7 separate regions of the Mus musculus genome follow, and all the other regions are linked to region 4. The links are chromatin contacts, called in public promoter capture Hi-C maps. All regions are on one chromosome and are shown on one strand. The core of a region is the stretch at or near the end of the contact, and the rest is flanking DNA. Distances in the headings are between cores, read along the strand shown.

The links. Promoter capture Hi-C pulls out the DNA fragments that hold promoters and counts their contacts.
Region 1: a promoter capture Hi-C map of pre-B cells shows a contact between it and region 4, with 4 times the contacts expected there. The contact joins the promoter of Grb2 here to the promoter of Mettl23 in region 4. A contact is called at or near these places in 1 of 39 promoter capture datasets (pre-B cells), 1 of 484 Hi-C or Micro-C datasets (CD4 T cells), 1 of 115 datasets of contacts at active chromatin or transcription factors (astrocytes) and 1 of 9 other capture datasets (liver).
Region 2: a contact with region 4 is called in a promoter capture Hi-C map of pre-B cells, with 4 times the contacts expected there. The contact joins the promoter of Tmem94 here to the promoter of Mettl23 in region 4. A contact is called at or near these places in 5 of 39 promoter capture datasets (the C10 cell line, hippocampal neurons, liver and 1 more).
Region 3: a promoter capture Hi-C map of pre-B cells shows a contact between it and region 4, with 5 times the contacts expected there. The contact joins the promoter of Tmem104 here to the promoter of Mettl23 in region 4. A contact is called at or near these places in 3 of 39 promoter capture datasets (erythroid cells, liver and pre-B cells).
Region 5: a contact with region 4 is called in a promoter capture Hi-C map of pre-B cells, with 7 times the contacts expected there. The contact joins the promoter of Mrps7 here to the promoter of Mettl23 in region 4. A contact is called at or near these places in 6 of 39 promoter capture datasets (the C10 cell line, erythroid cells, fetal liver and 2 more) and 1 of 9 other capture datasets (adipose tissue).
Region 6: a promoter capture Hi-C map of liver shows a contact between it and region 4, with 6 times the contacts expected there. The contact joins the promoter of Usp36 here to the promoter of Mettl23 in region 4. A contact is called at or near these places in 3 of 39 promoter capture datasets (embryonic stem cells, liver and pre-B cells), 1 of 484 Hi-C or Micro-C datasets (liver), 2 of 115 datasets of contacts at active chromatin or transcription factors (astrocytes and extraembryonic endoderm stem cells) and 2 of 9 other capture datasets (adipose tissue and liver).
Region 7: a contact with region 4 is called in a promoter capture Hi-C map of pre-B cells, with 3 times the contacts expected there. The contact joins the promoter of Mrpl58 here to the promoter of Mettl23 in region 4. A contact is called at or near these places in 5 of 39 promoter capture datasets (hematopoietic stem and progenitor cells, liver, neutrophils and 1 more), 1 of 484 Hi-C or Micro-C datasets (B cells), 1 of 115 datasets of contacts at active chromatin or transcription factors (embryonic stem cells) and 2 of 9 other capture datasets (adipose tissue and liver).

The regions. Positions count from the first base shown.
Region 1 is chr11:115,707,263-115,709,962 of GRCm38.p6, reverse strand. Grb2 (growth factor receptor bound protein 2) reads left to right here and starts at 1,366. Exons shown (of 6, transcript NM_008163.4): 1 at 1,366-1,569.
Region 2 is chr11:115,763,996-115,766,695 of GRCm38.p6, reverse strand. It overlaps Tmem94 (transmembrane protein 94), which reads right to left and starts at 1,263. Exons shown (of 32, transcript NM_028014.3): 1 at 1,143-1,263.
Region 3 is chr11:115,186,116-115,188,815 of GRCm38.p6, reverse strand. It overlaps Tmem104 (transmembrane protein 104), which reads right to left and starts at 1,329. Exons shown (of 10, transcript NM_001033393.2): 1 at 1,218-1,329; 2 at 494-606. The coding sequence starts at 538. It overlaps Nat9 (N-acetyltransferase 9 (GCN5-related, putative)), which reads left to right and starts at 1,417. Exons shown (of 7, transcript NM_025400.4): 1 at 1,417-1,697; 2 at 1,979-2,067. The coding sequence starts at 1,991.
Region 4 is chr11:116,842,232-116,844,931 of GRCm38.p6, reverse strand. It overlaps Mettl23 (methyltransferase like 23), which reads right to left and starts at 1,417. Exons shown (of 5, transcript NM_028865.3): 1 at 1,158-1,417. The coding sequence starts at 1,325. Jmjd6 (jumonji domain containing 6) reads left to right here and starts at 1,483. Exons shown (of 6, transcript NM_033398.3): 1 at 1,483-1,867; 2 at 2,212-2,600. The coding sequence starts at 1,739.
Region 5 is chr11:115,602,537-115,605,417 of GRCm38.p6, reverse strand. It overlaps Mrps7 (mitchondrial ribosomal protein S7), which reads right to left and starts at 1,278. Exons shown (of 5, transcript NM_025305.3): 1 at 1,175-1,278; 2 at 506-697; 3 at 332-395. The coding sequence starts at 1,257. It overlaps Gga3 (golgi associated, gamma adaptin ear containing, ARF binding protein 3), which reads left to right and starts at 1,502. Exons shown (of 17, transcript NM_173048.3): 1 at 1,502-1,590. The coding sequence starts at 1,551.
Region 6 is chr11:118,288,848-118,291,670 of GRCm38.p6, reverse strand. Usp36 (ubiquitin specific peptidase 36) reads left to right here and starts at 1,427. Exons shown (of 21, transcript NM_001033528.1): 1 at 1,427-1,714.
Region 7 is chr11:115,402,317-115,405,028 of GRCm38.p6, reverse strand. It overlaps Mrpl58 (mitochondrial ribosomal protein L58), which reads right to left and starts at 1,277. Exons shown (of 6, transcript NM_001347645.1): 1 at 1,069-1,277. The coding sequence starts at 1,254.

The sequences.
Region 1 (2,700 bases), core at 117-2,616, 1.1 Mb after region 4:
CAGCGTTCTTCTCTTTGAAACTAAGTAGCTCTATCTAAATCGCAAACTGCTGGAGTCATTGGCTTCATCTTTTGCTCTGAAAGGCATTTTCAATTGCAAATGATGTTCAGTAAACACTTGTCGAAAGAACAATTCACTTGCCTTATTTTAGTGGACTCATTATTGTAGCAGAGGCTTGGGTATTCTTAACTGTATTTTGTTGGCTTCTAGAGAACACATTGACATTGGCTGTGTTCTTGCTCTCCTATAATTGAAAAGAGCTTTTGGAACTGAGAGGTACTTCTCCAAGCTTCATCTACTACTCCCCCAAAACCGGCAGCCCCGCACAGGAACCTATCTATGCACTTTGCATCGCACAGAACACGACTTTCTCACGCCTCCATCCATCTCTCTGTTCTGTGCCATTCCGTTTGTTGGCTAAGCGCTTACCCTGGCTCCTGTGCTGTGGAACTCCTACTCGCCCTCCAGTACTCAGTTCCACATCACCTTCTTTGTTAAGTCTTTTATACAGTGGGCTGAGGAACAGAGCCAGCCTTTCTCTATCTTTTTGGCTTCCTCAGCATTCCCCCAAAGAGCTATGTGTAAGTGTTATAGCTGTGTGTGTATGTGTGTGTGTGTGTGTGTGTGTGTGTGTGTGTGTGTGCGCGCGCGCGCGCGCGCGCATGAGGGTGTGTGCAGGTGAATGCTAGTGCTATCAGAGGCCAGCGGCACTAAGTCTCCTGGAACTGGGGTTACAGACAGTTGTGAGCCATCTGGTGTGGGTGCAGGTCCTCTGGAAGAGCAGCAAGCAGTTTTTGACCTGAGAGGTCTCTCCAGCCAAGACATTACTTGTTTACTCTTCTGCTGCTTCTCTCGATTTAACCTCTTGAAGGCCAGGATCTCTGCTCGTTGTTTCATCTTCTTTACCCAGCACAGTGCTTACTTACACTGGGTATGTGGTTCACTGCGTGAACAGACTAATCAAACAATTCATCGAATACTGCAGGTTGCACGAACCAGATCCCCAAACGTTTCTAGAACTGGTCCTCTATTTGGGTTGAGCCATCCTGAGATCTCTCCCCGCTCCTCGGTGCCTCTTTGCTTTGTTTTGGTAGAAAGGACGTGATTAGAGTGTGGAAAGCGCCGTTCCTCTAGAGCAGAGCTGTAATTCACTTGCTCCGGCACGTAGAGGGTTACAACGGCCCAGGGGCGGAGCCGAGTCCGTGCCACCTGCTGCGGGCCGAGCTGACGCATGCGCGAAGCCCCCCTCTAGGCTACCTGCCGGGCGGAGCGGAGGAGGAGCGCTTGCGCTCTGGGCCTTTTCCGCCGGGGGAAGTCTCGCGGGGGCGGGGCGCGGCGGGGCGGGGCCGCGTGGGGAAGTTCTCGCGGGACCCTGGCGAGGAGCGGAAGCTAGGTTGCTCTGTTGCTTCTGCGATCGGGCGGCGGCGGCGGCGAGAGCGAGCGGGGCTGCGGCCGGGACGGCGGTCGGGGCAGCGGGCGCCGCAGTCAGGGAGCAGCAGCGAGGTTGGCGGCTGCGGGCGGCAGCGCAGGGCGGGCCGGGCCGGGTGACGGAGTGGACGGCGCGTCACGGTGAGTGCAGGGGAGCGGGCGGGAAGTGAGCGGGAGCTCCGTGGTCCCCGCGCCGCGCGGCGGCGAGCGGCTCGGGCCCGGGCTGCTCGGGGCTGCCGGGGAGGGCCGCTCGCGGGCCGGGGAAGGCTGGGACCCGAGCGCAGCGGCTGCGCAGCCGTCTCCTCGTTTCCCCTTTTGGGGCGCTTCCTTCCTGGTGCCGGTCTTCCTCCCGCTGGGGGCAGAGACCCGGCCCGCCGGGGAGGTCTGGTGTGGCGGCCGTCCGGCTGGACGCTGGGGAGCCCGGAGCAGCCGAGAGGCGCAGGCTGCTGCTCTGAGTCAGGCTGACTGAGCCCGGGAGGCGGGGGATTCGGTGCCCGCAGCTAACGTGGTGATTGATGCTCCTTTGACCTGCAAGGCCACCACGTCACCGCCTCTTGGCATCTTGCGGTGGAATTGTGTGCGGGAATCCACCGTGACTTAGAATGATTGTTACCCGGACCCGCCGACGGGTCTTTGTGAGAGTTGGGCGCTTCTCTTTTTAGAAGGACTTGAGGGGGAAAAAATACTTGTTGGGGGGTGGGGGGGAAGCAGCAGCAGCAGCGGATAGGAATGCTGGAAGGAAGGAATTTTGGGGAGAGAGCCCCGTTGGTTCCTGCAACACTCTTAGGTCGTGTGGGTTGGTAAGAAAGGGATTTTAGGCTGTGTTCAAAAGCTATAGCAGTGCAGTTTGCCGGGTAGCCGAAGCGCGTTCAACGTCATCTTTCGGTGCTGTTGACACTCAGAAAGAGGCTAGAGAAACTGGGTTTTGTTGTTGTTGTTTTTTTGTTTTGTTTTTTGTTTTTGACTTCTTCACCTCTCTTTCACTTTTCCGTTTTTGCCTTCTGTCTCCATTCTACGCTACTAGGGACACGAAAAGCATCTGTAGCGCCAGTCATTGGTCCCTCCGCCCCCTTTAAAAAAAAATCTACTTCCCCTTCTTGCTGTTCCTCCGTTATAATTTTCAAGTTTCTGCTGGTTTGGGCACTGTTCATTTTCTCCGTCGTTCTAAGATCCCCTTTTCTTTTGGAGGGAGATACCTTCCCTGTTTGCATTCCTTTTTTAACGTCCACTGTATTCATCAGGCAGCCAGGAGGGCTACTTGGGAGCCAGGGG
Region 2 (2,700 bases), core at 14-2,513, 1.1 Mb after region 4:
GGTTGACTCTCTTCCCTGGGAGCTGGCACTTCCTAGCCACTTAAAATAGAAATGTCAAGTGTTTTCTGATTTCTTTCCCTCTTGTGGCCTGGCCAGCCTCCTGCCTGTCTTCTAACCATCTATTGAGGTCTTATACCAAGTGGAATGTGCAGAGGCGGGCGTTCAAGGGCAGTTACCTCTCAAACTACCTGGGGGTACTGATTATCAAAGAGGTAGCTTGTTAATGCAGTGCTCGCCAGACTCTAGGTTCCCCTGCTTGTAATTCTGCCAAGAGAGAAGTGACAGCGAATACAGCCGGTGACATTCCACTGCAGAGTGTCCGGGGACTCTGTCTGAACTGCTAATTCGTTCTCCAGGATGAGCCTACACTGTACAATGGTCTGACTCTGAAAGTGACCGTCAAACTTTTCTATTCCCTCCGTCACTCTTATTTGTTGTTGCTTTAGGTACTGAACCTTCCCCCAAGGCTTTTAACTGTAGGGTTTCGCGGTAGGGAAAAAACAGGGAAACTGCTTTACAGAACTGCAAAGGCTGTGGTGCTACGCTGGCTTCCGAAGCATCTTTATGTGACTCTAAAATCGGGGAAGCACGCCCCAACTGCAACATCGCAGCCTTGCACTGAACTGGAAGTCCCTCGCAGTGTCTAGCAGGCGGGCGGGTGCAGAGATCCCGTCCACTCCGGGCGGCGAGCACAGCGCGCGCTGTGGCAGAAAACCGCCTTTATTTGGGCCGGGGACACCCAGGGGCCTACAAATAAACACTCGTGGCATCAGGATTGGCAGTCGCTGGCCCGGGGCCCAGCCACGGCGGACCTGGGCCAAGGGTTCTTTGTTGGACACAACCTTTATTTCTGACGTGGGACCCCGGCAAGGGGCAAGCCAGGACAGAGAGGGGACATGAGAAAACGAAAACAAACAAACCAAAAAACCCTTGAGGACGTGAGGGAAGGAGCCGGCCCGGAGTTGCAGGCAGGCGCCGGCCGGCCCCTCTCCTCCAGCACAGAGAGACACCCCCTTTGGTGCCACTTGCTAGGTGCACACCCCAGGCGCTCCTCGCCTCGGGTAGGAACTCAGAGGGCGCAGCAGGCCGAGCCCCACGCCCCCTTGCTCCCCACTTCGGGCCGCGGGCCTTCTCGTACTTACCGGGGCCCCCTCGGACGGTCTTCCTCGCCCGCGTCCTCACCCCTCCCTGCCCCCTCCTCACTTCACCTCCCCGCCTCCAGGGGCCGCAGCCATGTCCGTTGTGGGCAACTCTGAGGAGGCTTGCCGCCTTCCCCCAGCAACAGACGCGCAGGCCAACAAGCCAAAGATCCCGACGCTGATTGGTTGAAATTCGAGGTAGGCGGAAGATTCTGATTTGTTATTGGCTGTTTGGTGCGCTCAGCTGTAACCTCCACCGCCCCTCCGGGAGCCTGGCGGAATTGTGTGATTGTTACTCTAAAGCGATCCGGGGAAGCCTGGGTCCTATCTCCGGCACGAAGCTCCCGCGTTTTTAGCGCTATAGAACCAGACTAGAGGCAATCATACAATTTCCTCCCCATTAGTTTACCCACTAAATTTTTCTAGAGCCATGGTCAGGTGATACCTTCTGCCCTTTATTATTTTTTAATGAGGCCCTTGAAAAATCGCCTTATCTGTATTTTCTTCAATTCTTCCTTAATCTTTAAAAGTCCCTCAGTACTAATATTATGGACCAACCAAAGCTGGAGAATCTAAAGCAATACTGTTATTTCACCCTCAGTTCATTTGAAATCTAAAAGGAAAAACAAGCTTGAAAACAACTTTTTTTTTCTAGACTAATTAGAGAAATCGCTTGGGAACCCTCTCTTGGGAAAACAAAATAAGCCTGTGTCAGTATTTACTTCCATTTTCCCAGAGATCTAAGTCTGGAAGGGTTGCTTTTAGAAAAAAAAAAAAAAAGTTTTTTTTTCTGTTTATGAAGTCAGAAAGGGTCATATCTGGTCCTGGGAAAAAAGAGCCCCTTCCTTATAATAATGAATTTAATCATGCGATTACAATCCCTCTTTTCGGCTAGACAAGAAGCCATTTTACTGATTTAACTCTGTTTAAACCAGTTCAGCTGTTACCTTGAACACTCATAGAACCTTGGCACAAACCTTCAACACAAACATCTGTAGTTTATCACTACAGATGGAGAAGTCCAAATCTCTCCACATAACCATAGATGCTCATAACATGATGGAGATAGCCACATAGCCACTTTCAGGGCTCATTGCCACATGGACTCACTACAGTCTTAAACATGCTGGAGTACTTTGTTCAGTAGCTCTCTGAGCTTTTACATTTCTTTGCAGCTAATAACAGCCAAAATGCAGCCAGGCAGTGGTGGCACACGCCTTTAATCCCAGCACTTAGGAGGCAGAGGCAGGAGGATTTCTGAGTTTGAGGCCAGCCTGGTCTACAGAGTGAGTTCCAGGCCAGCCAGGGCTACACAGAGAAACCCTGTCTCAAAACAAACAAACAAAACCCCCAGCCAATATGCAAATACATGCCCGTGTGAAACTTTAGCCCAAACACTCCCTTCCCATGCTGCTTCCCTGTCTGTTGCACAGAACTGGTTAGTTACCTGGGTCTGGGGTCTTTCTACTTCATTCCACAAAACCTGGAGCCCTTGGGGAATCCTGCCTTAGTTAAGGTTACGCTTGCTGTGATAAAACACCATGATCAAAGAAGCATGAGG
Region 3 (2,700 bases), core at 80-2,579, 1.7 Mb after region 4:
TGGGAGTCCTGAGATAGATATTATGGGAGACTAGCAAGTTAACTACTATTTGGCTTGATGCTCTCTGATAGGTGTCTAAAAGGAGAACTGGCCTGGAGAAACAGCTCAGCAGTTAAGAGTACCTGCTGCTCCTGCAGAGGACCCGAGTTCACTTCCAGCACTTACACTGAGCAGCATCCAACCATCGACAACTAACTCCAGGGCATCTGGTGCCCTCTTTTGGATTTGACAGGCATGCACATATCCATACGTAGACACATCATTTAAAATAAAAGCTTTAAAAAATTATAAACAAATGAGGAACGAGCCTGATATATAGAGTCTAGCTAAGACAGCTGAACCTGACTGGAGCTATGTGGAGTTTCCGTTGTGTTTTTCACCAGGGTCTATTTAAACCAGGGCCATAATTAGTATAGTCCACAGATAGCAGTGGGCTTCTCTAGAAACCAGGAGCATGGTGGTGAGCAGAACACATTTATGGAGAAGAACTCACATAAGGAGAATAGAGCTCTCCGGTCTCTGTGATCTCGCCTGCCATCTCCAGAGAGTGAGGAAGGGCTGGCCCAAGAGGTTACTTCTATGCAGTGGCAGCAGCAGCCGCAGCTCCTAAGACAAAAGAGTAGACTTTAGTTCTCTAACTGCAGAGATGAGACTGGGGGTGGGGGGTTTGCAGTCTGCCGCTTTCACCTGTAGCCCTTTTAACTCAGACACTTTGGTCTCCCTATCTGCCATGAGACAGCCTTGGTGGGACGCGGCTTCCTGGACCATGTCTTCTAACTTGATTTGCTATGCAAGGCACTTCTCGGTGCCTGGATGCTGCTCACACTCCAAGTGACTGAAGGGGCTTTCCGGGCCTCTAAGCCTCACTAACCATCACAGCCCCCTTTACCCTAAAGTGCTTACGTCCGTTTCATTATCTATGAGCTCACTACTACACAGGACAGCCCACACAGCTGTCTGCTTCTCCGCCCACAGCGGGAGTCAGCTTTTCCAAGGTCGCCCCTCCATCCTAACTCCTTGTCCCAAAGCCTCTTCTTTTAAATGGGGCCTCGCGCACCGACACCTGCCTTTTGCTTTGCCTTAGGGTTTCCCACCCTTAAGCCTCCCCTCTCTTCTCCAGAGCCGGTCCCTCAGTCTCCCCTTCCCCTCCCTTCCAGGTGAAACTCTAAAATTCACATCCATCTTCACCCTGTCCTGCCCTCCTGCCCGTCCCAGACCTGCAGCACAGCTAGCTTCCAGGCACAGTGGCCACCGCCTCCAGCTCTGCAGCTGCCACCCGGCACCAGCGGCCCCGCACCAGCGCCCGCTACGCGCACGCGCACGCTTCCCAGTCCCCCGTCCAAGCGAGCGCGTGGGGAGGGGCGCAGTGCGTTGATTGGATGCCTCGCGGGGGCGGGGCCGGGATTGGGCTTTGCGGCTGCCGTCTGCCTGGCGGAAGCGGACAGCAAGCCCCTCTACGCGCATGCGGAAAGCCTGTTTCTCCGGGACAGACGCTGACGCCTGTCGTTGGGGACGCCTTCCTCGGCAGGGGGTGGTTGTGAGCTTTGCAGTTTGCAAACTACAGCGCTTAGACGGCCGAGGAACCACGCAAAGGGCTGAGGCCTGAGAACTTTGAGTGGGGCTTGGGGACAGGAAAACGGAAGGGCCAGAGCCGAGTGACGTGGACTCTGGACGCTGGAGGCTAGGGTTGGAAACAGGTTAAAAAAAGGATTAACAGGTCATTTGGGGGTGGACGGGCATGTTGTGTAGGAATGGGCTGGAAACCGAGCCAGAACTTGGCCCCTGGGTGAGAGCCCAGATGTATTGACCACTTCGGCTCTTTCTCTTACAAGAGTTTTAGAATCCCCGTTCTTTCACGTAGTTGTGAGGGGAAGGCAGGACGCTCTTCTGTCAACATAGCTCCACTGCTACAGAAAGAGTTCCACCCTGCGTGGGAAGACACTATGGGGGCTCTGAAGTCTTTAACTCTCCCCACTAGTAGGCAGCTACAATGAAGCTGAATCAGAACACCATGCTAGTGGGCAAGAAGGTGGTCCTGGTACCCTACACCTCCGAGCATGTGCCCAGGTAACTAACTCATTACCCGACTGGTTGTAGCGTGGAGGGCAATTGGAAACAGGGTGCCTTAATCTAGGAGCCTGTCTTGTTTAACAAACGTCACTTGTGTGGTGCTGTACACCTTTGATTCTGGCCCAACACTTGGGAGACAGAGGCAGGTCCATCTCTTCCGTGAGATTGAGGCTAGCCTGGGCAATATAATAAGTTCCAGGCCAGCTAGGGATACTTAATGAGACTGTGACTCAAAGTGGGGGGTTGGGGGTGGGAATTACATGCAGGAGGAATAAAGCTGAAGTGGAGGGCTCATTTTTCATTTATTTTCCTTGTCATCCATCTCTCTGCTTTCTTTTTGGCTTTTCAATGAGGGATTACATCATCTAGATGTGTGTGTAACAAAAAAACAAAGCCATGTCTTCTTCCCTCGTTCTAAATTACTTATGGCGTTCCCTGGTATCCTCTGGAGACTTAACGTGTGCTTGTCCCAGATGTTGAATTCATTATTTTGATGCCTACTGTTTAAAGGCCAGAAGTGAGATTCAGGGACTCTTTGTGAGGTTAGTTGGCAAACATCTGACAGATTGAGAAGCTGGCTCTGTAGGGGACAATAGTTTTGCATTGGGGAGATCTGTCACCCTGCCTTGT
Region 4 (2,700 bases), core at 168-2,667:
TAAGACACTCAAGTGCAGTATTCTGACTTATGAAGTCTGTACCCCATGCCTTCTTGTCCTTTTCCTAGTTGTCTATTAATGCCCAAACTTAAAAAGATCCAGGTTATTAGTATCTTCCAACTCTGCTTCACGCTTATTTGTCCTGAAATATTTCTCTGTAGTACACAGCCAAGAATCTCTTCTCTAATGTTAGAGGCTGCTGGGAGGGCGGAGGAATACACCTTTAATCCCAACACTCCAAAGGCAGAGGCACGGTGAACCCTGAGTCCAGACTGGTTCACAGAATGTGTTCCACAATAACCAGGGATACATAGAGAGACCCTGTCTCAAAACAAAATCTCTGCTTCACTTGTGTAGAAGTCTGGGAAAAAAAACAAACAAACGAGGACTGCTACAGGTGGCAGCATTGTATAGCAGAAGGCTATACCTTCTGCTCCCCTTACTATTGCCAGGGACACCTACCTACCTATGGTCCAGCTGCCTACATTACAACACGAAAATCCTTTGTAAAACCCGACTACCTGGGAAGAGTTAGTCAGTTTTAGAGTAGCTATGAGCTCGGAGGGAACAAGCCAGTGCCGATGTATAAAATTTTATTGGGGTGTTGGAGACAGGAATCCCTGGTCCCAAAATTTAAACAGCAAAGATTACGGGGTTTGGGATAAACTCAAAAGCACAACTATCATCTATCGTGTATGGATCTTGGATTCGAGCCCCGGCACTGTTTAAGCCAGCATGGTGGCGCACACTCCTAACCCTAAGAAGCGGGAAACGGGGGTTCAAATTCAAAGCCTGCCTGAGCTCAGAAATAAAACAGAGAGTTAGGGCTACCACTCAGTGGCGGAGCACTTGCCTAACAGGCAGAGGTTCAATCAAGAGTACCCGGAGGTTTGGTGGGGAGGGGGGCAGGCCGTGTTAGATATACTGACAGATGCTTTCAAAAGAGTACAAAGTTAGCATCACAGGACAAGACAGCCACTTTCCTGGTGGAATTCAGTGAACTTCCTGGCACTGTCCCTAAATGTGTCACTGGAGCGCACTTAACCCCTCACCGGGCTTCACACCAGACCTGGTGCTAATGAACGAAGCCGAGAACTGAAGGACAACCCACTCCCGCTCCAAACAGGGGGCTCCCACGTGGGTGCCGCCGCACGCACCTGCGGGACGCGGACCTCCAGCACCGCCCGATTGCCTCCGGGAACTGGCTCCTCCCGGAACCGAAAGAGCTGGGTCCCGGCCATGAGGCCGGGCTCGCACGTAGGGGAGTCCAGGGACGCCGGGTCAGGAGGCGGTGCCCAAGGAGCGCGGGGCCGGACACTGTCCATGGCAAACACAGGAAGCCGGAGGCCGCAGCGGGCCCGGCCGGAAGGAGACCGCAGGGAAGCGACGCGCAGACGGAAGTGTTGCGTAGGCCAAAGCAGGGAGGGGCAGGGCGTCGGCGACGCGACCTTCCCAACATGGCGCCCAATTGGCGTGCATGAAGGCGGGTCTGGCAGGTCGCTGAGGCCAATGGCGGACCGCATGAGGCGGTGGGGCGGGGAGGAAGGCCGCTGTTCGCCCAACCCAAAGCTCCGGTGGCGGCTGAGGAGTGAATCTTCTGGAAGGCGACTTTAAAGGCGCCGGGCCGGAGCGAAGGGCGTCTCGGGGCCGCGCCAGCCAGGGAGGGAGGGCGCGTTTGGTGGCAGGAAACGCGAGCCGCGTCGGGGTCGGGGCGGAACCGGACGGCGAGCGGCTCACGATGAACCACAAGAGCAAGAAGCGCATCCGCGAGGCCAAGCGAAGTGCGCGGCCGGAGCTCAAGGACTCGCTCGACTGGACCCGGCACAACTACTACGAGAGCTACCCGCTGAACCCCGCGGCCGTGCCGGTGAGCGGGGCGCGGGACCCCACACGACGGCTGCCCGCCTTCCGAGGGCCGCTGGTCCCCCGATGGGGCCCCGCAGCCCGGCTGTCAAAACTCGCTCGGTCGTGGGAGCTTCGGGCCCCTCCCTCCCGTGAAGGGGTGGCTCCGGGTGCGACGTGCTCGCCCGCACGCACGTGGGCCTCCTTCCGTCCCTCCGGCCCCCTGGAGGAGCAGAGGCTCGCTCGTTCCTTGCTCGTGTGTGCCATTGCTCACGGGTGTCTTTGCTAATTGGCCCTGTGGGACACCTTTATCCGCCACTGGACTTGTTCCAGTGTCCTAACGGGACAGGTCTTTTGTTGTTCCCGCAGGATAACGTGGAGAGAGCTGATGCCTTACAGCTGTCGGTGAAAGAGTTCGTGGAGCGCTACGAGAGGCCTTACAAGCCCGTGGTTCTGCTCAATGCACAAGAGGGCTGGTCCGCACAGGAGAAATGGACTCTGGAGCGCCTCAAAAGGAAATACCGGAACCAGAAGTTCAAGTGCGGCGAGGATAATGACGGCTACTCGGTTAAGATGAAGATGAAGTACTACATCGAGTACATGGAGAGCACCCGCGATGACAGTCCCCTTTACATCTTCGATAGCAGCTATGGCGAACACCCCAAAAGAAGGAAACTTTTGGAAGACTACAAGGTGCCCAAGTTTTTCACAGATGATCTTTTCCAATACGCGGGGGAGAAACGCAGACCCCCTTACAGGTAAATTATTTCACGTTAAGTTTTCAAAAACCATGGACAGTGACAGGCAGTGGTATTTTTGTAAGGCCAGCCTGGGCTACAGAATGAGTTCCAGGACAGC
Region 5 (2,881 bases), core at 29-2,528, 1.2 Mb after region 4:
TAATATACAGCTCTGGCTGTCTGGAACTCAGAGATCTGCCTACCTCTGGCTCTGTTTTGATTGTTTTTAAGACAGGATCTCACTAAGTAGCTCTGTTCCAGAACTCACTCTGTAGCTCAAGCAGGCCTGACTTATCTCTGCTTCTCGAGTGCTGGATTCAAATGCCTTCTCCAGCGATGGGATTTGAGGTGGGCACCACCAATCTCAGATCTTGGAAATTTTAATGGCAGGAATAGAAACCTGTTTTCTAGTTTTGAAGCCATGGTGTAAAACGCAGACACCAAGCCTGAGGGAAAAGAAAGACAAGCTGAAGAGGAAGAAGCGGCCTTACCTGAGCCATGAGAGACCGGGCCAGAACTTTGTTGCCTCCCTTCATCATCATGTTGGTGAATTTGCTTCAAGGAGAAAAACATGGTTAGCTTTCCCGGGCTGTACTCCGGATCCCTCAGCAGAAAACTGCCCCAGGTGAGTTCCAGCCCACAGCAGAGGAGCATTTGCGCCAAACCTGATGACCGGGTCTGCGAACACCGAGCTGGTTTCAGTCGCGGCCGCAGCTTTGATAAACTGGGTTTTCTTGAGCTCCTGGTCATACTTCTCCTCTTCGGTGAGTTCCGCCACCGGCTTGCGGTAATATTCCTTGTCAATCAAGGGCTCCCGGAATTCGGGGGCATAGCGGCTCCCCCTCACCTGTGTGAGCCTGGGAGTGGGGCGAGGAGGAAGCAGACAGAACCCTACGGGTGAATCTGTGACTCCACAAAAGTGAACAAGCTTGACTTAACAGTAAGCCGCAAGTGCCATCACGCTGACGAGGGACGGTGGCGCTGGGACCGCCTGCTAACCTGACAGCAGTTCTGACCCTTGTCCCAAGAGGTAGGCAGCCCCCACCCCGAAACTGGCCACTGTTCCGTCGCAAGCCAGTTCTCCGATCTCTAGCAGGGCCGCACTCTCGGCTCCGGGTAGAACCGATCTAGGTCATCCCGGCCTGTCAGGCATAGGACAGGGTACTAAGCCCCCAAACCGGCCCGTTTAATGGCTGGAGTCAGCCATCTCGGCGCCCCGAGTTAGTGCCCTCCCGCGCCAGAACTCAGCGCAGCTCGCCTGCGGCTTCTTTCCTTTCCCCAGGTCCTCCCGTGAAGGTCCGAGCGGCGGTCCCGGCTACGCGCTGCCTTCTCACCCTGGAAGGTTCCAGACGGCGCACCTCACTCCCAGGGCCAGCCCGGACCAGCGAAGCGGAGCGCGCAGCGCGGGGGCAGCCATCTTGGCCGCTGTCAGGACCTCGGAGGGCTGCCCACAGCGCGCCTGCGTGAGTGAGCGACAGGACACGGATGAGAGCCTGCGCACTTTCCTCGGGCGTGGGTTTCCCTTCAGAGGTTCCCTCTGAGGAAGAAGCGAAGACACATCCTCGCCCTCGCGGCCTCCGACGCGGTCCGGCGCGCCCGTGGACCGCAGCCCTCGGCGCGCTCAGGCCCCCATGCGGGCCCCGCCCCCGCCCTGCTCGCGCAGAACCTCGCGAGGCTTGAGGGCGCAGGGCCGGACCGGGCGGCTGCAATATGGCGGAGGCGGAAGGGGAGAGCCTGGAGTCCTGGCTGAGTGAGTATCCGGGGCCGCCTCTACCTGACCTCCAACCACGGGCCTGCCTCCTCCCTCCCTGCGCCATCCCCTCCGCCGCGGCGGCCCGCGGCAGTCCACACCCGGCGTCGCCTCGCGGCGAGCATCCGGCGCTCACACCCCTTGCGAGCAGCGGCCCTTCCCCGCCGCGCGTCCTCAGGCTCCCGCGGGTGACACCTGCAGCGCGAGATCCTGCAGGCCCGGAAAGCGACACCCGGGCGCCTTGGGCTGACAGGCGGGCGTCGTGGGGAGGTTGAGGTGGGGCTGCACCCAGCCTGTGCTCTGGGACCGGGCATTGGACAGGTCCCTCGGGGAGGGTTGAGCGGTGCCACGCCGCACACACAACACAGCTGGCAGCTTCCAGAGTGGGACCATCCTCAGTGAGGATGCTGGAAGTGAGAATTCATTTCCAAAGCGCGACTACAGGGAACAATATACCACGAAGCGTGCTAAATATGTACTGAAGGAACACACATGCGCGCACACACACACACATATATGCACGCACTCATTTTAACGAGATAACCCGCTCTTGAGTAACTCAAAAAACAATGACTGCTGCTATATCGACGTGTTGCTATCTTTACTAATTTGTACATTGCTCCAAAGGAATAAGGTTTAACGTTAGCGGACAGTTCATCCAGGTTATTTAGTAAGGGTTAATAAGGCTGGTTAATCACGCCTTATCAAGGGTCAATAAATTAACTTTACTAAGGGCTAGCCCCGGGAGAGCCTCTGAAATGGAGACGAATCAGGTAAGACGTCTTTGTAGAGCCCTGAGCTGGAAATCCTTTACGGAATACAGTTGTCTCTTTGATGTCTTGAGTGTTGTTCCTAGAGGCATGGCCTTCCTTAAGAACTACTGTTCAGGAGATTGAAATTAGCTTTAAGGGAAGCTACATCCCAAAAGAAAAGTAAGATCACAGTTGCAGTGTCTGATGTTTGCGGGCAGGGCATAGAGCCATCTCCCTATATGTGACAGTTCTCTGGGGAGTGTACAGTGCTGGATTACAGGCATTGGCTAAAATCATTTACCCAAGGATCCCAGTGTCCAGTCAGCTGTGTATAGACCAGGCTGGCCTCGAACTCACTGAGATCCTCCTGCCCCTGCCTCCCCAGTGCTAGGATTAAAGGTGTGCACCACCACGCCCAGCTCCCCTTCTTGAAAGATGAAAATAATTGGAATTGTAGACCCAGTATCTCACTTAATGAAACAGGTTCTGTGGCCACAATTCAAAGAGGACATTCTGCCTCCACTCAGACCGTTTTCCTG
Region 6 (2,823 bases), core at 178-2,677, 1.4 Mb before region 4:
TGAGTGGGATTAAAGGTGTGTGCCACTATCGCCCAGCCTGGGGACTAAATTTATTACCTGCCAACTGAGCTACTGACTCTGAATTTTATTTTATTTTTTTGTCCCCACAGATCAAGCCTCCAAGTAAGAGAAATTTGCAAAGTAACAGGCTAATTAGAACAACATCTGGATTAAAAACCTAGGTCTTATGCCAGGTGCCAGCTCCCACACAGGAAGCGTGCTAAAACAGTGAATTTCCCAGGAACTGTATCAGGCTCGGGACAGCAAAAGCAGTAATTCATTGTAGCCAGCCTAGAACAGTGGGTTTATAGAGCCAGCTCCAGCCAGACACAAAGAGTGGTCAGAGAACAAAGAAGTCGGTCTAAATAAAGAGGGAGGATTCTGGGACTGGAACTCAATAGTTAATAGCCCCTACTTCTCTTACAGAGTACCAGAGTTTGGTTCCCAGCCCTCACACTGGGAGCTCACAACTTAGAGCTGCCTGTAATTCCAGTTCTAAGAGAGGATGAGACACCAGTGGCCTCCACAGGCACCTACACTCAGATATTCTTCCCCTATACGTATGTAATTCAAAATCTTTTTAAAACTAAGAGAACTTTTTTTTTCTAATTTAGGTCATATGTGTCTGCCACATGTAGAGTTACATGAGATTTTGAACCACCACTGTATGGGTGCTGGGAAGTCCTTGGAAAGAACGACAAGCCATCTTAACCTCTGAGCCATCTTTCTAGCTCTAAAAGGGACATTGGTATAGGCTAACAGGATTTGGTCTTTGCCATTACTACCCCATCAGCCCCCACTCCCACCCCCTTTTTTAAAGACAAGGTTCTGCTACGTGGTCCAGAAGACATTCTCCAATGATCCTCCAGCCTTGGCCACTTAAGTTAAGCGGTGGAGTGGCTATAGCCAGCATCTCAAGGATCCCAGAGATGACGTTTAAGTTCTGATCATCCCCCACCCCCTCCACTCCTCAGAGTTGCAGAAACTGCTTTCTTGTGCCACAGCGCCTGTTTCATGCAGTGATGGATGGAACCCAGGGCCTCATTCCATGCCCGGCTTGCTAGGGTTTTTTTTGTTTTTTTGTTTTTTTTCAAAAGGACGCCTGCAGGTAAGAACTAACGAACGGTGAATCTTCAAAGCCTCGGTGGCTTGCACTGAACGTGAGCCCTGAGCTCCTCGCCGCAGCACACTGGGCCTGCGCACTGGCAATGTCAGGCACGCAAGCGGAAGTGACGCCACTCGCGTACACCGCGGGAACCACGCCAAGCCGCAGCAGGGTCTCTGGACTCCGGGACGCTTCCGGAGCTTTTAGCTCTACGCGCTTGCGTCATCGCGTAGACTGGCAGGCCTGCGGGGCGGAGGGGTGACGTGTGCGTCGCGAATAGCAGAGAAGGGAGGGTCCAGGGAGACAAGTCGCCGTTAGCTCCGCCTCTTAAGGCGAACGTGCCCTTCACGCGGACTCAGGGAGCACATTGCAGTGCGGCTCCTTTAAACGTCGTGGTGACACGTGTGTGAGGCTCTGGAGGCCCGGATGGTGCGCATGCTGGCCCGGCCCGGATCGGACGCTGGTGCTGCGCGGGCCTTCCGCGGGTTCCCGAGAGGCCTAGGAGGTCGAGGTCGGGCGCGGCGGAGCGCAGGAGCTTCCGCGGGGCTTGGGACGAGGAGGGTGCGCGTTCTACCCGCGGGTTTTGGGGACTCCAGCGAAGGCTGACAGGTGCGTGCGTGGCCGGCGAGGGCACCGGGGAACGCAGAAAGAACATCGGACGCAAGGGACAGGGATCGCCGGGAAGGACAGGGCGTGAGAGGGGCGTAGGGCAACACTGGAGAAGGTTGGGGTGCGAGGGACTTGGAGGAACAAGGGATGCCAGGGACTCCGAGGAAGGGACAGGTGATGTGAGGGGTGCCTGTAAACCCTAGCGTAGCCAGGGAATTGCATCAGTCTTCATCCCAGGGAGCTTCTGGAACGTGAGGTCGCTGGGATCGCGGTTGTTCTCTCAGAGCGGGTTTTCCTTTGAAGGTTCCCGGAGCTGGAAATCTTAGGGTGGAGGTATAGCTGTAGTCCATTTTATAGACTAGGGCAGGGTCAGATCCTTAACACGGATCCACACCGAAATGTAATAGCAGGATAGCATTCTAACCAAAATGCCCATTGCTTATGGTGTGTGATTGTGTGTGCGCGCGCGAGCCTGCCTGCGTCTGTGGCGTGACCCTTGGTGATGGAGATGGTGGAATAGCATCCTAAGACAGGGAGGCACCTTGGATGCCTGAGGATGCCAAAGAGCATGTAGTTCAACTGTTCCCTGACTTGGAATGCTCTGCGGTGGGATGCCTTGGAGGCCCCAGCTCTGTCTTCGCCAGCATGTAAGTGACCCTGAGAATCTGACTTGAGTATTTCTTGGAAAACAGCTTAAAGAGCTGAAGGAAATGCTTTGTTTAAATGACATCTGTCAGAAGGGAGGAGCCAGGCTTGAGTTCCGAATTAGATATGTAAATTGGGCGTGCAGAGTATCCTAGTCCTTGAGAGACCTGGGTCGAGGAAGCATCCCGGTTGGCCTGAGAGTCACACGTGCTGCGTGTGCATGTTAGAGGGTTTGCTGGGAACTACACGAACATTTTTCTCGCTCCTACATCACATAGCCGTATCTTCCAGGTAGAATGATAGACACTTTTTTCCTGCTATAGCTTCAAAAATGATCTTGGCTGAGTAGCCTGCCTTGGTCCTAAGGCCCTTGTGGCAAATGCCTTTGGGTTAGTGTTCCCATTTGCTCATCCCTGAACCATGTTGGGCCAGGACAAAGTTCTCACCTCCCCGTAGGGAGGCAT
Region 7 (2,712 bases), core at 28-2,527, 1.4 Mb after region 4:
TTGGGTTACAGATTCAGGCCACTGTGGCCCATTCTTCCAGGCTTTTCCCAGATCACTCTACCTAAAACTTCAATGCTTAGCTGGGTTTGTTGGTATATGCCTGTAATCTCAGTACTTGAGAGGCAGGAAGATCACTGCAAACTAGAGATCATCCAGGGCTTTTAAAGAGCTTTTCTCACAACATGTATCAGTACAGTGATACATGCCAGTAATCTTTACGCGTGGGAGATGAACGTGGAAGGATCAGGAGCTCATAGCCACCCACAGCTATGTAGCAAGTTCGAGTCTAGCCTAGGCTACATGAGATCCTTTGTCCAAACAAACAACAAACCTACAACTGTTATTATCTCTAGCTTCACCTTTGCCTTCTGAGTCTTACTATCTCTGAAGTATCATATTTAGTGTTACTTGGGTTTATTCATTTATTTTTGTCTGTCGCCCTCCAGTATACGAGCTTTACAGCCTTAGGATTTCTGTTTTACTACTCTCTGCCCCAAATTAGCACTGTGCTAACAGCATGCTCTCAAAAGATGTCTGCTGAATGAGGTGCGAGTGGATGAATGAAAATACTTGATGCTCTTTCAATCCTACAGGTGCAGCTCAATAGATGCTCTCTTTCCTGCTCAGGCCCCACGCAGTACCACTACATGACGCAGGCTAAACATGGACCCTTAGGGACCAAACCAGCTTTGTCTCAGGCTTCCTAACGTTACTAGGGTCAAAAGACTGGGTAACGTCCCAACTTGCGGATCTCAGGTTTTACTACTTTCAAGGTCCATAATGCACATCTTCCCATATAATGTGAGCCTGAAGGCCGGGAAGCAAACGTGGACAAACTAACGATCTAGAAAGACGCGTATGTGGCGGCTCTCTCCCAGGGTCTGCACTACCCGAGCCACGAGGGTTGCAATCACACTCTACAGTCCCAGCACATCCCGCACCTCCGGCCGGGTTACTAGGGCGATCAGTTCCTCCTGGGGCAACCAAAACCTTGCAAGCCGCCCGGCTTCCTCGCGTCACCTAGCAGCGGGAGGAACCGCCCTTTCCGTCCCGCCTTTCTCGGCTCACCGGGACCTTCCAGGCGGTATCCGCGCCCTTGGACTCGGGGTACAGCTTGTCCAGGCTGTAGATGCTCTGGAACGTGGTGCCGTCTACCTGTCTGTGCAGAGCCCGGCGAGCACAGCGCGCGGGCGGCGCGAGCAACAACGTTCCAGTTCGGCTCAGGCCCCAGCGTAGGCCCCAGGCGGTCGCCATGTTCACCTCCCAGGACCGCTTCCGGTGCTCACTCTTCCGGCGGTCCGCCAGCCTTGGCTGAGCTGGCTCTTAAGTTCCGCCGGGTTTCTCGGGCTCCGGGCTGTCCACCTTGGCGGTGATGGTGGGAAGTGGTGCGCACCCAGCTGACATCTGGTAGAGGTTGACCGGCAGATAGAGACCACCTACGGGAGATTTTTCTTAAAAAGATTCCTGTATGGGTCTGACTGAGCGGTGCTCACCTGCAGTCCCAGCACTGCTCTCAAGGCTAAGGCAGATGAGAGCCTAACCTAGTCACATAGCCCCTGTCATAAAAATAATACATACATGGCCAGGCGTGGTGGCACTTAATCCCAGCACTTGGGAGGCAGAGGCAGGTGGATCTCTGAGTTCGAGGCCAGCCTGGTTTACAGAGTGCGTTCCAGGACAGCAAGGGCTATGCAGAAAAAAAACCCTGTCTTGAAAAACCATAAAAAAAAAATAATAATAGTACATACATACACACATACATACATACATGGCCAGGCCTTAATCCTTGCACTTGGGAGGCAGAGATAGGTGGACCTAGGCTAGCCTGGTCTACAAAGTGAGTCCAGGACAGCCGAGGCTTCTATACAGAGAAACTCTGTCTTGGAAAAATCATTTTAAATGTGTGTGTATGTAAACAAATATATAAATGCATAAATACATAAACAAACACTGGATCTAGCATCCTAGAAACACCCTTTTCTCTTTTTTGAGTCTGTTCTCCTTCCCTGGACCCTTGAGCAACCTAACTAGATACAGCAAGGACGACCTTACCTGCTAAGCTCGGACTTTCCCTGCCCTTTCCTATCCCTTGTTCAGTGTGAGCCACATTCCTAACTTGCTTTAGATAGATGAGTGGATAGACAGTCAACCAATCTTTGTGTGTTCGATTTTGAGCTTAAGGGTTGGTTTTGTGGTATTTATTTAGGCAGGTTTCAATTATGTAGCCCTAGCTGGCCTGGAGCTCACTATATACAGCAGGTTGCCTGCCTCTCAGTCCAGAGCATTGGTATTAAAAGCTTACCCAACCAGGTCTGTCTTTTGCTTGTGTTTTGAGACAGGGTTTCAACCTATTTAGCTCAGACTAGTCTTGAACTCCTGACCCTCCTGCCTTCACCTCACAGGTGTTCAGATTTGTACCACTACTCCAAGGCCCAGTCTTATGTTCTAACATATTGCCTGTCTCCAAGTTAGAATGTAAGGTCTCTGCTGTATCCCAAACATGCAGAGTGTGTCACATCACAGACATACCACGACTGTGGGTCAAGTGAATTTCATGGTAGTTCACGTTTTTGTTGTTCTTTGGTTTGGTTTTTCTTTTTCTTCTTTTTTTTTTTCCTCATGACAGTATTTCTGTGTAACCTTGACTGTTCTGAAACTCGCTCTGTAAACCAGGCTGGCCTTGAACTCTTAAAGATGCACCTGCTCTACCTC